2 separate regions of the Mus musculus genome follow, and region 1 is linked to region 2. Evidence: chromatin contacts called from public promoter capture Hi-C data. All regions are on one chromosome and are shown on one strand. The core of a region is the stretch at or near the end of the contact, and the rest is flanking DNA. Distances in the headings are between cores, read along the strand shown. Region 1 holds the start of Cryba4 (crystallin, beta A4). Region 2 overlaps Pitpnb (phosphatidylinositol transfer protein, beta).

Evidence for each region. Promoter capture Hi-C pulls out the DNA fragments that hold promoters and counts their contacts.
Region 1: a promoter capture Hi-C map of liver shows a contact between it and region 2, with 2.4 times the contacts expected there. The contact joins the promoter of Cryba4 here to the enhancer-like site in region 2. A contact is called at or near these places in 6 of 39 promoter capture datasets (the 3T3-L1 cell line, cranial neural crest, hippocampal neurons and 2 more), 1 of 115 datasets of contacts at active chromatin or transcription factors (embryonic basal ganglia) and 2 of 9 other capture datasets (adipose tissue and pancreatic islet).

The regions. Positions count from the first base shown.
Region 1 is chr5:112,250,864-112,253,914 of GRCm38.p6, reverse strand. Cryba4 (crystallin, beta A4) reads left to right here and starts at 1,397. Exons shown (of 6, transcript NM_021351.2): 1 at 1,397-1,423; 2 at 2,118-2,168; 3 at 2,778-2,896. The coding sequence starts at 2,130.
Region 2 is chr5:111,377,376-111,380,241 of GRCm38.p6, reverse strand. Pitpnb (phosphatidylinositol transfer protein, beta) reads right to left here. Exons shown (of 12, transcript NM_019640.5): 9 at 1-50. Among named protein-coding and RNA genes, the nearest start is that of Gm36027, 23 kb to the right of the region's middle. Within about 2 kb of position 1,476, at least 29 of the 459 cell types and tissues checked have an H3K27ac peak or open chromatin away from gene starts, as enhancers often do. A contact at or near this core is called in adipose tissue and liver, where this site is marked.

The DNA.
Region 1 (3,051 bases), core at 148-2,647, 870 kb before region 2:
GTTCTTAGAACAGGTACAGGCACTCTTCATCAGGAACATATTTATCATATTTATGTTCATAGCATCCTGTGCTTTCAGGCTAACCATTAAAGTTTGTGTGTGTGAGAGAGAGAGAGAGTGAGAGTGTGTGTGAGTGTGTGAGAGTGTGTGAGAGAGTATGTGAGTGTGTGTGTGTGAGTGTGTGTGAGACTGTGTGAGTGTATGAGTGTGTGAGAGTGTGAGGGTGTGAGAGAGCATGTGTGTGTGTGTGTGTGTGTGTGCACTCACATGGAGGTCAGAAGGTCAGAGGGTAACTTTCAGGAGTCAGTTCTCCCTACTACCCTGTGGTCCTGAGGATTAAAGTCAGGCTTGGAGGTACCCCACTGAGCTTTGTCTTTTTTATTTCACAGCACAACTGAGGCTTAGAGGCATTCACTGGGAACCTGCTCAAAAGTAATTAGCCCCCAGGCACGGGATGCAGACACAGGCTACTGGCTGTGGAGACTGCACCGGTCCACCCTTCCGGTCCACCCTTCGCCACGCCCTGAACGTGAGACAACTGTTCTGACATCCCAGGAAGGAAGAGATGTTGCTATTTTCCTGGCCATCAAAGGACTCGCTCTTTATCTGGGTCACCCAGTAGCAAGGCTGAGTTTTACCACAAGCCGCTCCTGCCATGCTACCCTCTCCTGCAACAGGACCCCTCAGAGGCAGGGATCAGGGGATTCCATATGCTTTGGGTGCTTATCTGGCATGCACTGCTTTGGGAAGCATGCTAGCAAGCTGCAGCGCCCCCCCCCCCCCCGCCCCGCCCTTTGCTTCTGCATGCACAGCCCTGGATGCTTCTGCCTTGTGGAGTGCATGGGTTCTAGCCCTGACCACCACTCTCACCTCCTGAGAAGAGTTGTACTGCTGGGTATTTGTTATCCAAAGCCCTTGCTCCAGGCCCCCAGGGTTTTGCTTAGAACCGGTTACTTCCAAGCTACTGTATACATTGTTTCCACTTTTTCAAAGAGTATCCTCAAGTGAAAGTGTGACGTCCAGCTAGAAGAGGCAGGGGCAGGTGAGGTGAAGGAGGAGGGCAGGCACAGAACTCTATGATCTGGCTTCTGTCTGTCCTATCATGCAGACAGACAGAAGGACACCCACCATCAAGATGATGTTGGGTCCCTAGTCCTGGACAGGAGTCCTGTGGAACCAATGGAAATAGGCTATCTACCCCTCATATTCCCTAGTGCTGACCCTGGGCAAGCCACCAGTCCTTCCCCACTAAAGGCAGAGCTGCTGACATGTCCACTCTGGGCCTTGGCCAGGACTGGCTTTTGTTTCTATCTCTGGCTTGCTGAGTCTGTGTTTGTCCCTTGGGGCCCCTGTTCCTTTCCTGCCTATAAGAGCCCTGACCTTGTCTGGTTCTGGTTCTGACGTGTGCTCTGGGCCCTTCTTGGTAAGTATGAGAGGGAGACAGGAGTGGGGCCGAGCTCTCTGGTGGCATCATCCTACAATATCAATCTTGGGGATGTCACTGGCTAACCCTGAATGCCATCACATCCCAGGAAGTCTACAAGTGTGTCAGACTGCTGCCTGTGACTCTTAGTTAAATGCCAAGATCCCCCTCCCCTATCATTTTGTGACCTGTGTGTCCACTATGAGAGCCACGCACTAGGCTAGCACTGCACTTTGTTTTGGTGTGTGTGTGCACTCACTTGTGTGTGTGTGTGTGTGTGTGTGTGTGTGTGTGTGTGCGCATGCATGTATGTATGTATGTATGTATGTATGTATGCATGTATGTATGTGCCTGTATGTATGTGTGCATGTGTGTGAGTGTGCATGTGTGAACTTGTGTATGTGTGTGATTGTGCACATGTGCATGTGGGTGTGTGTCTGTGTGTGCATGTGTGTGATTCATCCACCTCTCTCCACTCATCTGGCACTGCAGTCCACTGTGAGCTGGGCTGGAGACAATGGCACCCAGATGTGGCTGAGATTGGTGCTGTTTGCACGTGGGTGGGGTGGGAGAAGGATCGCCCCCGTCCTGGGATACCCAGACCCATCTTGATTCTGACACTGTCCAAGTCAGCCTTCAGTCAGAGATGCTGCTGGGAACCAGATGGAAGGTGACTGTGTTCTTCTCTCTGTAGGACCGTGCCAACATGACCCTGCAGTGCACCAAGTCAGCTGGACACTGGAGGGTAGGGAGTACCCTGGGAGGGGAGGGAAGGAAGTCGACATCTAAGAACCTCTTACAACAACTTCATTGAACCCCATCATCCTGCAGGAGGGCTACTGACTGCCTTGAGCCCAAGGCTCAGACTAGGGGGCAACCTGCCTGAGGCACGCAACCCGAGTTGGTCCCCACCCTTGAGTCCTGGCACACAATCATTCTACTGTGCTTCTCTGGCCGTGCTTGGCTTTGCAAAGGGAAACTAAAATCTGGGTGTGATAGCTTATGCCTGCCCTAGCATTGGGGAAGTAAAGGCAGAAGGAAGCTCGTAGGCTCAAGGCCAGCCTGGGTCTTGCGAGATCTTGTCTCACAAAAAATAATATAGCGGAGCCACATAAAAGCCTTTGATGAAGGCTTTGGGAAATGGAAGCTCTGCTTGTTTTCTTACCTAATGACAGTCAAGGGTGGAGACAAAATTGTGCTGTCCAGGATCCCACGGTCCACCTTGCTCACCCACCTGGCCCTGGAGGCATGTGACCTCTGCTTTACCTGTTTGACTCACTCTGAGTCCAGGGTAAGATCCTCTCTGCTCGCCAAACCTTGATGTCCACAGATTCCCTCCTTCTTTCCTGCACAGATGGTGGTGTGGGATGAAGAAGGCTTCCAGGGCCGACGGCATGAATTCACAGCTGAGTGTCCCAGTGTCCTGGAACTTGGTTTTGAGACGGTGCGATCTCTCAAAGTCCTGAGCGGAGCGTGAGTCTGTCTGGAGGGCATCGAGTCAGGGTGGTGGCCGGGAGGGTAAGAGGGACTGTAAGGAGGCATGCTGGAGCCTGTGTATGATCCTAGGTACATCTTTCCAGGCTTGCACTGTACCTATGTGCCCCTCCCAAGTGCTGAAGAGTGTGCAT
Region 2 (2,866 bases), core at 227-2,726:
AGCTTATAGGCACACATCCTAGGACAGTCAGGGGTGTTTGCCAGCTCCTTCTAGATGAGAAAATTGAAACATTGTGACGTCAGTGTTTAGGTTTTGACTGAAACAGACTGTTATGGAACACCACCATGGACTGAGAGCATTGCTTCTCTCTGCCATCCAACTGTGAGGTCAGCTGCTGTCACTATACAGGAAGCTCTTAACACAGTGAGCCTAAACAGGGAGGCTGTGTTCCCTAACTCCCCTTGGGGATCTGCTCATGACCTTCCACCATTTCTGTGTTTCCAAATATCTCCAATGCAGCAGCAGTTCATAACAGCAGAAGGCCACAGGCGGGGATGCAAATGCACACTGCTCACAGCATGGCCTGTACATGCAGCTTCAGTTCCCAGAGTGCCTGCCACACACTGGCATTCACTCAGATGATGTGGATGGAAAGTCAAGCCTTGTTTGGATAAATGAGGATGTTGTGAGCAACGGTCCTCACTCAGGCTGTGTAGTGGGGCGGGGTGGTGGGGCGGGGTTTCAGCTGTACCCTTGAACAAGAGCACCCCAGAGCGGGGCTTCCTGACCAGTAACACGCACTCATGGAAAGGTGGAGAGGGTGATGAGACCAGCACCTGAGTATCCAGCTGCTCTACCACCCACATAAGCAACTGTGACTTACGTGTGTGCACATACACACGTGTATTTGCAACAACAGAATAACATTGCTGCCTTTGGTGGAGCCATTCATCTGTCATGCAGCAGAACACACTGCTGCTATCAGACATGGAGGGTCACAAAGCTAAGTCAGGTCAGGTCTGGCCACCTGAGTTCAATCACCCAATAACAGGAGCCAGTTTAATAGTGAGAAGAGAAAAAGGAGGTTTACTCAACGTAGTCACACTTCGAGAGGGACAAAAATATGTGGAAAGCCCCTCAAATTCACCTTTGGGGCCCTAAAGTGAGACTGAAGTTTAAACAGAGGGCCAAGGTTATGTACGTAAGCCCTGGCAGGATGGGTACCGCCCCCAACTGACCCACCGTTGTCAGGGCTCAGTTTTATCCTATGAAACATTCATTGTTATTGTGGAGTCTCTTTCTGGAAGACAACACAGCTTCCCCTCTGACAAGCACATTCTCCTTCTCCCAGCACTAAGAGTCCTGGGGAAATCTACGCTGCTTTGAGTCCAATGTTTAAACAATCTCAAGTCAGAACGAGATAGACCCAAGTGTCTCTCGGGAGTATCTTCATTTCTAGCAGACCAGCTAAACTGGCACAAGCCTCCTTCTCCTTGACTGCAGGCCTGGCTCTAAGCTGGGATGAGGTCAGTCAGCTTGCCTCAGAAAACCCAGTTCTGCAGAAAGGATGGTAAGGTGAGCCTCCCACAGAACAGTTCTTCAATATGCAAGGAACCCACGCTGGGACCTTTAGCCCAGTGAGTGCTGCTGAGAATGAGAACATGGCTCCAGGGTCAGTCAGGTCGAGCTGGCACTAGGTCAGGCACATGGCATCCAGCTGTGGCTCCTACTGTACAGAACCCTTCTTCTGCTGGCTTCACTCCTCTGTGTGAACAGGAAGAGCTAAACTATTAGAGTCCACCGAGGTGAACCAGGACTGAGCAAGCTTAGCTCCAAAGCTACAGATGGTAAAGCAAACATGCCCTTCCCATTCAATGCCTGTGAAACCCCTGTCCACACCCTCAGGCTACAGTTTCTACAGCTCAGCCACCACCCCCAGTAACACTGATAGCCCTAAGCAACTTCCAGCTGGGACAAGTCCTGGGTACTACAAGCCACAAACAACTTCATTTCGAACCCTAAGAGTTGCACACAGCATTCCCTACAAAAGTTTACCTGTGTGCCCGTCAGCCTTCTCCCCAAATTGAGAGGAGACTCAGTTCTAATTAAAGGAGTGAGCCAAATGTAACATAAGCGCCCTCCACAGGCTGGACTCTAGCACACAGGGACTCCACAGTGAGCCAGGCTTCCCAGTGATGCTGGCAAGCTACTAAAGCCAATTAACACAGCAATTTATAGAGTTTGCACTTGGCTATAAGAATTATTTTAAAAATTAAATGGGCCAAAAAAAAAATCCTAGTTCTAGAATCAATCACCTCATGTTTATTTATTTTCGATCTTCTTCGTTTTCCATCCAACTTACAAGCAGTTATTAAAAAAAAAAAAAAAAACAACCAACCCTTTGAGGGAAGAATATGCAACCCAACTAAACTCTGCTCAAGTAGACACCGGCCTGCTGCCTTGACTTCCCAGTTGTCTTCTGGAGGTGTCAGCGTGTCACTGGAGTCACACACAAGCTACGTGTCTTCCTGCAGTAGCTAACGTGTGCATGGCACTTTAGGTGTCGTTTCTACGTGTCTTTCTGCGGTAGCTAACGTGTGCATGGCATTTCACAAGTCATTCCTGTTTAAAGGTGACTGATAAAGAATCATCCTGTAATCCAAGCTATAGACTTTGGGTTGGTGGGATGGCCAGTAAGTAAAGTGCCTGCTGCCAGGCCTCACTGCCTCAGTTCAACCTCTTGGTACCACATGAAAGGAGAGAACCAACTCCTGCAAGCTGTCCTCTGACCCTGATGCATGCTCTGGCGTGCATACACATGTGCATTCAAGTGCCTGCATGTATGCATGAATGTTGTGCCTACATGTATACATGTGCACCACATGTATGCCTGGTGCTTGCAGAGGTCAGAAGAGGGCATCAGATCCCCTGGAACTGGTCATGAGACAACATGTAGATGCCGGGAACCAAACCCAGGTCCTCTGAAAAAAACAGTGAATTTACCTGCTAAGCTGTCTCTTTAGCCCCTAATTTAAAAGAAAGAAGAAAGAAAGAAAGATTGAAGGAAGAGAAACTTAAAATCTTC